Linked DNA regions of Rattus norvegicus: region 1 is linked to region 2. Evidence: chromatin contacts called from public Hi-C data. All regions are on one chromosome and are shown on one strand. The core of a region is the stretch at or near the end of the contact, and the rest is flanking DNA. Distances in the headings are between cores, read along the strand shown. Region 1 has its middle 6.4 kb from the start of Fas. Region 2 holds the start of Acta2 (actin alpha 2, smooth muscle).

Region 1 (4,079 bases), core at 66-2,565, 34 kb before region 2:
GGTTGGCTGCAAGTATCTGCCTCTGTATTTGTCATGCTCTGGCAGACCCTCTCAGGAGACAGCTATATCAGGCTCCTGTCAGCATGCACTTCTTGGCATCAGCAATATTGTCTGGGTTTGGTGGCTGTATGTATATGGGCTGGATCCCCAGGTGGGGCAGTCTCTGGATGGCCTTTCCTTCAGTCTCTGCTCCAAACTTTGTCTCCATATCTCCTCCTATGAATATTTTTGTTCCCCCTTCTAAGAAGGACTGAAGCATCTACATTTTGCCCTTCCTCTTGAATTTCATGTAGTCTGTGGATTGTAGCTTGGGAAGTAAAAACATTTTAACTTTTCACTACCAACAATATTTCTGTTCTTTCTTCAGTGGAGTTAATATTTTAAAACACTGCTGTCAGCCAAACTGCCTTATCTAAATAGCAATAAGTTAATTTAATAATCTCCAGCTGTAGTGGACATCATGACTTTTATTTAACCCTATATCTTTTCTCCTCCTTCCTAGTACTGGGACTTCCAGGATGGTTCTGGGAAAACCACTCATCCCCTCTGTCCTTGACTATCTTATATGAGTGGTTCTTTTAGTCAGTGCTTTCCAGGGGATGAGAAACAGAATCAATAGAAGAGAAGATGGATGGATGGATGGGTGGATGGATGGATAGATGGATGGATGAGTGGATGGATGGATGGATGGATGGATGGATGGATGGATGGATGAGAGGTGATACAGAGATGATAGATCTTCTGGAATTAGGTCACATGATTGTCCAGTGTGATGTACCTAGAACCTATAGTTCAAATCCAAAGACTGTCTGCTGGTGGGACTCCTCCCTTCCCCAATCATGGTGAGTCTTTTTCATAAAGCCTTGAGCTTCCTGGAGGACACCTAGTCACATTGTTAAGGGCCATGATTTTACAAAAAGCCTATGGATTTAGTTTGAATTTCATACAAAGTAGAGTGTCTCAGAAACAAAAAGAGTGTTTGACTAAATGTACAGGCACCACAGTCTAGCCAACGTGACAGAGAATATTAACCATCATAGCAAAGCTGACACCAAGCCTAGAACCAGGGACTCTACTTGGCCCAGGAAAACAACATATCCCATTCTGTTGGAATTAACCTTGGCATCATTTTCTGGAAGCAACTGAGACACAAAGTCTTTCTCATTGGATTTGAAATGGGATGGATACATATACATGAGATGTGCTATTGGTACAGTTGGTTGTGGAAAAAGTCCCTTGGTTTGACAGAGAGAAAAGCATGGTGCTCACACTGAGAGGAAGCCGCATGGAGAGGTGGAGCCTGGGGCTCTGCCTGACTCCTGGGATGACTATCTTTAGGTTTGAAACTTGGCACCCCCACACTGCCTAACCCAGTCAGTTCTCAGCTTTCGTAAAAGCTAGATTCTTACAACACTCAGTTTCTTTGGGGACCATTAAAGCTATGGTTAGTGTAAGAAATCCTTTGTTACCAAAAGTAGTTGCTTAATATTTGCTATTTTGTTTTCAAACTTAAATAAGGAAGATTGCCTAGATAGTCCCTCTAAGACAGACACTCTCTACGAAACAAATCTTCTGTCACTAGAGGGCATTAGAGCTTACACTTACCAAAGGACTCATCAGACTTTCTATTGACCAATAAAATGTATTTAGGGGGTCATAGGAGTTCCTGTGGTGGTGGCTAGGCAGTGCAGCTCCGTGACAGATCCGGCTTCCCACGCGTCTTCCATCCTGAGGAAGGTTAGCGCGGATGGAGTGGCAAAGGCGGAGCACAGGCGCCGCACCGCGAGGCTGTGGGCCAAGCCTGCCCCTGCCAATGTGGATGCGAAGCCTAAAAAGGCCACCGGAAAGGATAAATTATCTGACAAAAAGAAAGAGAGAGAGGGAGAGAGGGAGAGGGGGAGAGGGGGAGAGGGGGAGAGAAGGAGAGAGGGAGAGAGGGAAAGAGAGAGAGAGAGAGAGAGAGAGAGAGAGAGAGAGAGAGAGAGAGAGAAGTGCAAACGAGAGTGAAAAGGGGAGCGAAAGGCAAAGTGACCAGCAAACTACGGATTTGCCTGCAGAAAAGGGAAAGACTGAAAACCAGAGTCCAGCCTCTGAGGAAGAGAAAGAAGCCAAGTCCGACTAAGCATCCATCACATCTGTCAGTGGTCCCCGCCTCCCTTCTTGTACAATCCAGAGGAATATTTTTATCAACTCTTTTGTAAATGCGAGCTTTTTGGTAGCTCAAGAAACATTTTAAAAGGTGAGGGAATAGCACCTCGTCCCATTTTAAAAGTGTAAATATTTTTTTAAGAGGTTAAATCATTTGCTGGTTGTTTATTTTGGGGTACAACCGGAAGCAGGATACTGAATCAGGAGAGGCTGTGACTGTCTCGGGGGTCACCATAACATTCCATAGAAGGGTCTAGTTTCATATCCTATGGGACAAAACAAACTAAATGGCAACTTGGAGTCTCAGTCATGCATTCGTGTCTGGACTATTTTCGGTTATATCTGGTCTGGTGTTTCTAGTAGAATCATTTCCTAAGGAAACCACTCCTTGTTCCTTGCTCTGTCAGAACTGTAACAGCTCTGGTCATAAGGTCGATTTTCCTAACAGTTGTGATAATGTGCTGTGAAACATTGAGATTTGGGGTATGTTCTGTGTGTGGCTTAAAATTGTGAGTCGGTGGTTTGTGAGCATTTGGTTATTATGTGAGGTCTTACGAAATTTGCCAACCTTGAAGCAGGAACATCACTGGAGCAAGTTCGAGGAGGAACAATACTCTTCATTTAGGTACATGAACACAGTGTAAGTCTTCAGAGTGACGGTATGTGTGTGAGGAATTGGAATGTCTGGGGACTCTACTCCTCAATAAAATCTCAGCTTGTGAAAGAAAGTATTTAGGTTTATAGACAGGGAAAAGGAAGAATTTTAACTTTGCTAGTTAATCTTAAGTGAGGACCACAAGGCATTTTCACCTCTGGAAAATTATATTTCTCATGGGATGAAGAGACTGTGTGTGCAAAGCGTTTAGTATACCTGAGAGCCAGCTCCATCGCTAGTTCCAGTGTGGCTTTACAAGTCAACGTGTTGAAGATAAATTAGCTGGATTCTGGTGTCCTTTCCTGAGCTTCCTTGTGTACAAGCATGTTCATGTGCCCCAAGAGACAGTACTACCCAAAGGAATGTGCCCAGAGTCTGACGGATGAGGGCTGAATGCCTGGCCTGTGACATGTGGAAGAAGCCCTTCAATCTTCCAAATTCTCCCACGAAAATTCGCCTACCAATATCCCTGTGCTCCAAAAACATGGAAATGACAAGGTCAAAAACATTCAGAAACTGAGATGCAGCTAGTCAGGGAGGGAGGCGGAAGGAAGGGGGCTGCAGCAGAAAGGTAGGGGAAATCTGCAGACCCAGACTTAACACCCAAGCGAGCATCCTGCCCCTGCCGTTTCTGTCTATGAGGATACATTAAACTCGGAGACATTCCACGACTCCATGCATGTACTGGCATGCAGAGGGATGAGGAACATGACTTCAGGGGCGTTGGCCTGGTGTTGATGGGGTTGTCTGCAGTAGGCTGTACCTAAGACATGATCGCCCTGTGCCCCTGTGTGAAAGATTGGCTGGTGACTATAAATTACTCAGCATACTCCAGGGTAAGTAACCAAAGCATATGCCTAACTGAAGAGAGCATCATCTTTCTGTAATCGTCAGGACACCTAGCTGGAAAGGATGACTGGCCAACGGATGGCAAAACGTACAGCTCACCATCACTTATGTCTTCTTTCTTTTCAGATTTACTGATTCAATATGCACAAGTGTTCCGCCCACACCTGTGTGTGCACCGCACAATTGGCGACAGCATAGATTAAAGACATGTTTTGGTAAAGCGTAGTTTTAAAAATCAACTTACTTGCTTCTTGAATCATTTTTTTTATTCTTAAAATAAGACATCACGTGATAGTCCAGGATGGAAAAATCAACATTCCTTGCCAGAAATAGAAAATATCCACAAAAATAAATACAAACTAAAATATTTGCCAGCATACCACTAGAACTGTTTTCCAAATCACTACCAGTAAGACACCATCCCTCT
Region 2 (4,196 bases), core at 416-2,915:
CAAAAATTGAGCAAATCCTCCTTGGTTACTTCAGATTGCTTTTTGAAATTCTTAAAATAAATAAAACAACTGAAACTTACTTTCTTCTTCTTGTCATAATATTCTGATTATTGACAAATACAACCAGTATAAACAAAAAAGTTATAAGATTATCAAAGCTCTTTTCTTGGTTTTTAAAGGAATTAGCATCTTGAAATGACCAAGACAACACTCCAACACTCATGAAACAAAACATCAGCACAGATATCCATGCCAGGTTCTAAAGTAAAAAATAAAACAAAAACAAAACAAAAAAACAAAAAAAACAAAGAAAAACATGGAACTTTACTTTATATGATGCCTATGATAAAACCGGTTGCATTAATCATAAATGTCCCATTCTGCCTCACAAAATGCAGTCTCTGTATTTGAGTGATCAGACAATGTATTTCTTAGTTGGTGAAACCAGATACAGAGTAGAAAACTCTTAAGCAACACAAAGAAACCCCATTATTATTTAGCAACCATTAGACTCTTCTAAGAGTCAACGGTGTAATTCTCAAAGACAGCTATGCGTGCCTGGGTGCAGGTGGACACCATTAATCAAGAGCATGAGACATGGTAGCGTGAGTAGACAGCTGCTGGCATTCACCCTGGGCTTTCCCTGACATGCCAACAGTTCAGAGCCACTTATGGAATCCGTCTAAAATATCTCCATCATGAATTGAATCAGAACCTTGGCTTGCAGGAGGGAAGTAGAGAAAGGTAAAGTCGTTGACTGTCCATTGAAGCCAAAGAGCTGATGATGTCTTTGAAGAATGGCAGGGTCACTTGATCGCTCTTTCTGTCCAGTGGGCTCATAGACACGGAGGAGGATGAGCAGGCTTCATTTCAACATTTCAAACTTCTTTTACAATTTTTTTTATGACGGGGCAATGGGTCATCTCTGTGGCCAAAAGACGGTCCTTAAGCATGATATCAAGGGTCAGCGATAAACCAACAACATGCACGTGGACTGTACCTAAGGGTTAACGCAGTTACAGTGATTCTGACTTCTAAGTTCCTCTTAGGGTAACATAGGCTGGTGAATCCTGATTACATACTTCCATATGTAATACATACAGACTTCATTGATACTACACACAGACTCCAGACTACATACAATGTGGCTTCCATAAAATGATCACTCCTCTGCAGATTCGCAGGTGACCCAAGCATCTTTTGTTATAGGCTACCTTTTGCAACAGTGTTGCCTTAAAGTCCCAGCTAGTCAGAGACAGGCCCTTCCTCATCTCAAGCCCTTAGCTAATGGACCCAAAGGCTAGCCTGACAGGAAGAGCTGGCATCTTCTGAGGAATGTGCAAACCATGCCTGCGTCTGCTCCATGGCACTAGCCCAGTGTCTGGGCATTTGAGCAGTTGTTCTGAGGGCTCAGGATGTTTATCCCCATAAGCAGCTGAACTGCCTCCTGTTTCGAGAGCAGAGCAGAGGAATGCAGTGGAAGAGACCCAGGCCTCTGGCCACCCAGATTAGAGAGTTTTGTGCTGAGGTCCCTATATGGTTGTGTTAGAGTGAACGGCCAGCTTCAGCCTGTCTTTGCTCCTTGTTTGGGAAGCGAGTGGGAGGGGATCAGACCAGGGGGCTATATAACCCTTCAGCATTCAGCCTCCCCAGACACCACCCACCCAGAGTGGAGAAGCCCAGCCAGTCGCCATCAGGGTAAGTGGCCCCAGCCCAGGGATGTGACTTAGAGTTTTCCCAGGCTTTTTAATCATCCAGTGGAACCAGACGTTGTCTGTAGTAATCTGAATGACTCACATGTTTTGAATTTTTGAATAAAGATTTATGCTGTTAAAATGATTGTAGCTCCTTAGCTTGCATGATTTCGTATCTAAACGGGACTAAAAATGAATCGTGGTTTACTGGCAAAGGAGATGGAGAGGAAATTAAAGTTTGTTCATGCGTGGCATCTGTGAAATCTGTTTACACTAAACCAACTGCTCGGATCCCGCAGCCTACTGTAGGGGAGAAGTCCAGCCATCTATGGTAAATTATACATTTGTTTCTACTTAGGTGTTGGACACTTTTGGATTTGTCTATGGTTCAGACTTAGTGTGAGGACTTTCCATCTGACCGAGTACAGCCGGGTTAACTGGAAGTGGATGTCAGGAGTGAACTGGCGCGGTTGCCTGCGCTCTGGTTTTGGCTGAGTGGACTGCGTTGCCTCTGGGTTTCCGGGGCTCTAACAGTAGACATGTATATCTTGTGCCCTTACGATTCAAACCTATGTCATTGGTCATTTGCAGCAAAGCATAGCTCCTCTACTCTCTGCAAAGAAATGGAAATGAGGAAGTGTCTCATTCGGGGAGATCTGATTTGCGTTTCTCTGCCTCAAGTGTCCCTCTGGCCCCTTAGGCAGAGTCTCTGTGGAGCCACCCCACTCAGGACTTGGTAGCTTCTGCAGGGAACGGAGTTTTCTCGATAAGATTTTCCTCCCATTTTGTGATTCATGACTAAATATGGTTTGCGTTTTGAGACTCACAAACTGGGAAGGTTACTGTCCTTTCCTCCTCCCTCCCCTCCCCTCTTACAATTCATTTTTGGCACAAGATGAGCTCCACTGTGCTGCACCAAACTCCCCGGCCTCGGGTGCAGTTCCAAAAGCGGACGCTGGAGCCCAGTGTGTTTTACCTAATTAGGAAATGCTCCCTGCTTCAAACTGAGCTGCTCCTTCAGGTTAGATAAGAGTTGCAAACCACAGCGGCAGTTTCCTCTGGAAACACACCGACGTCTTCTCTAGTGACGACGCTCCTTTCAAAGCTTATTAAGACATATTTTCTGGATATTTTGGATGAAGTAGAAATACGTCTTTACTGAATTAGTGATTTTTACTTGCATTTAAAAAAAAAACTAGGAAGCTTATTTCTCTGAATATACTAAGGCACAACCTTAAGTCATCCTGCCCAACAGTTTATGTGGGTTATCCTTCCCCGTTTTCAAAGGGCATCCTAATTCCGAGTGGTTTATCTCATTTGCAGCCCGGATGCTATGTGTGGACAGCAGGCTTCCTGTAGACTCTCTGCTGGTCCTTTGCTGCTGGCTGCCTCTGCCAGTCACCTGGCTGCTGTGCCTCTCTGTGCTTTGAGACTGTCTTCTGAGTCTTTATCGTCCACTGGAAAGGAAGCTAAATATAATTCAGTGTCTGAAAGAAGAGGCAGAGTAGAGAGAGGAAAGAGCAAACCAACCAAGATCCCATTATTCCGTTCTTGTGAGGGGAACCCAGGCATTGAAGATTTCACTCTGATTTTGGAGGCAGGGTTTGAAAGGAAACCAAAATCACAAACAGAATCTCTGGGTAAAGACAATAGTCACATGATGAGATCGACAAGCAATGCTTGTACAATGCCCTTGATGTCCCCTGAAGCTGTCGAAAACACAAGCTTAAATGTCAATTACTTAAAATGCTATTTTAAGCCCAAAAGAGTATGTGCTCAGTTAGTCAAGGTTAGAAGAAATACCAGAACTCAGGGAAGAAAAAAAATCTATAAAACCTGATACTTGCCACTTCCAAAGAACCCCAGTAAATATCTTGGAGAGAATAAGTAAGCTTTGGGGGTGAGGGAGTGGGGGGCAATTCACATTTTATTACGGTCATATTAAGTTTCTTTCTGTAACTTATCAGTCTTAAGTAAGAATAGCTATTATCATCCTGTTGGATTTTCAGCTTAGCAGTGATTTTGATTAATGAGGAAATGTTGTAACTCCTAAAATTGCAAACACCCCCATCAAAAATTTCAATCCAATATTCTCTACTAGAGTAGCTCTTGCTAGCCTTCAACTTGTGATCCTCCTGCCTCAGCCTCCCAAGTGCTAGGATCACAGGTCTACATCACCACGCCCAGTCTTGATTCATGTCTAATGCCTCACCAGCACAAAAGTCTTCAGAGACAAAAGATTTTTCTTTTAAACATTTAATATGAGCAAACATTTTAACATTTTCACATTCTCATATGCTGCCCATTATTCAAAAATCTACCTTTTTGGGGAAAAATATATTTTACAAAAAAAAAAGTGAGTTTGGTTTGATATAGATAACAAACAAAACTAGATAGTTCTTTAACATGTGCTAATCACTATGTCCCTATAGACCTGTGTTCTCCACTCAGGACCTCTCATCTGTGCTCTGTGGCCTGTTCACACACTAATGCTCTGCCCTG

The links. Hi-C and Micro-C count contacts between places; a contact is called where the count stands out from the background.
Region 1: a Hi-C map of the A7r5 cell line shows a contact between it and region 2, with 4 times the contacts expected there. The contact joins the enhancer-like site here to the promoter of Acta2 in region 2. A contact is called at or near these places in 9 of 12 Hi-C or Micro-C datasets (the A7r5 cell line, Schwann cells, frontal cortex and 4 more).

Annotation. Positions count from the first base shown.
Region 1 is chr1:241,203,672-241,207,750 of GRCr8, reverse strand. No RefSeq gene overlaps it. Among named protein-coding and RNA genes, the nearest start is that of Fas, 6.4 kb to the left of the region's middle. Within about 2 kb of position 1,315, at least 16 of the 93 cell types and tissues checked have an H3K27ac peak or open chromatin away from gene starts, as enhancers often do. A contact at or near this core is called in the A7r5 cell line and liver, where this site is marked.
Region 2 is chr1:241,169,972-241,174,167 of GRCr8, reverse strand. It overlaps Acta2 (actin alpha 2, smooth muscle), which reads left to right and starts at 1,665. Exons shown (of 9, transcript NM_031004.2): 1 at 1,665-1,698.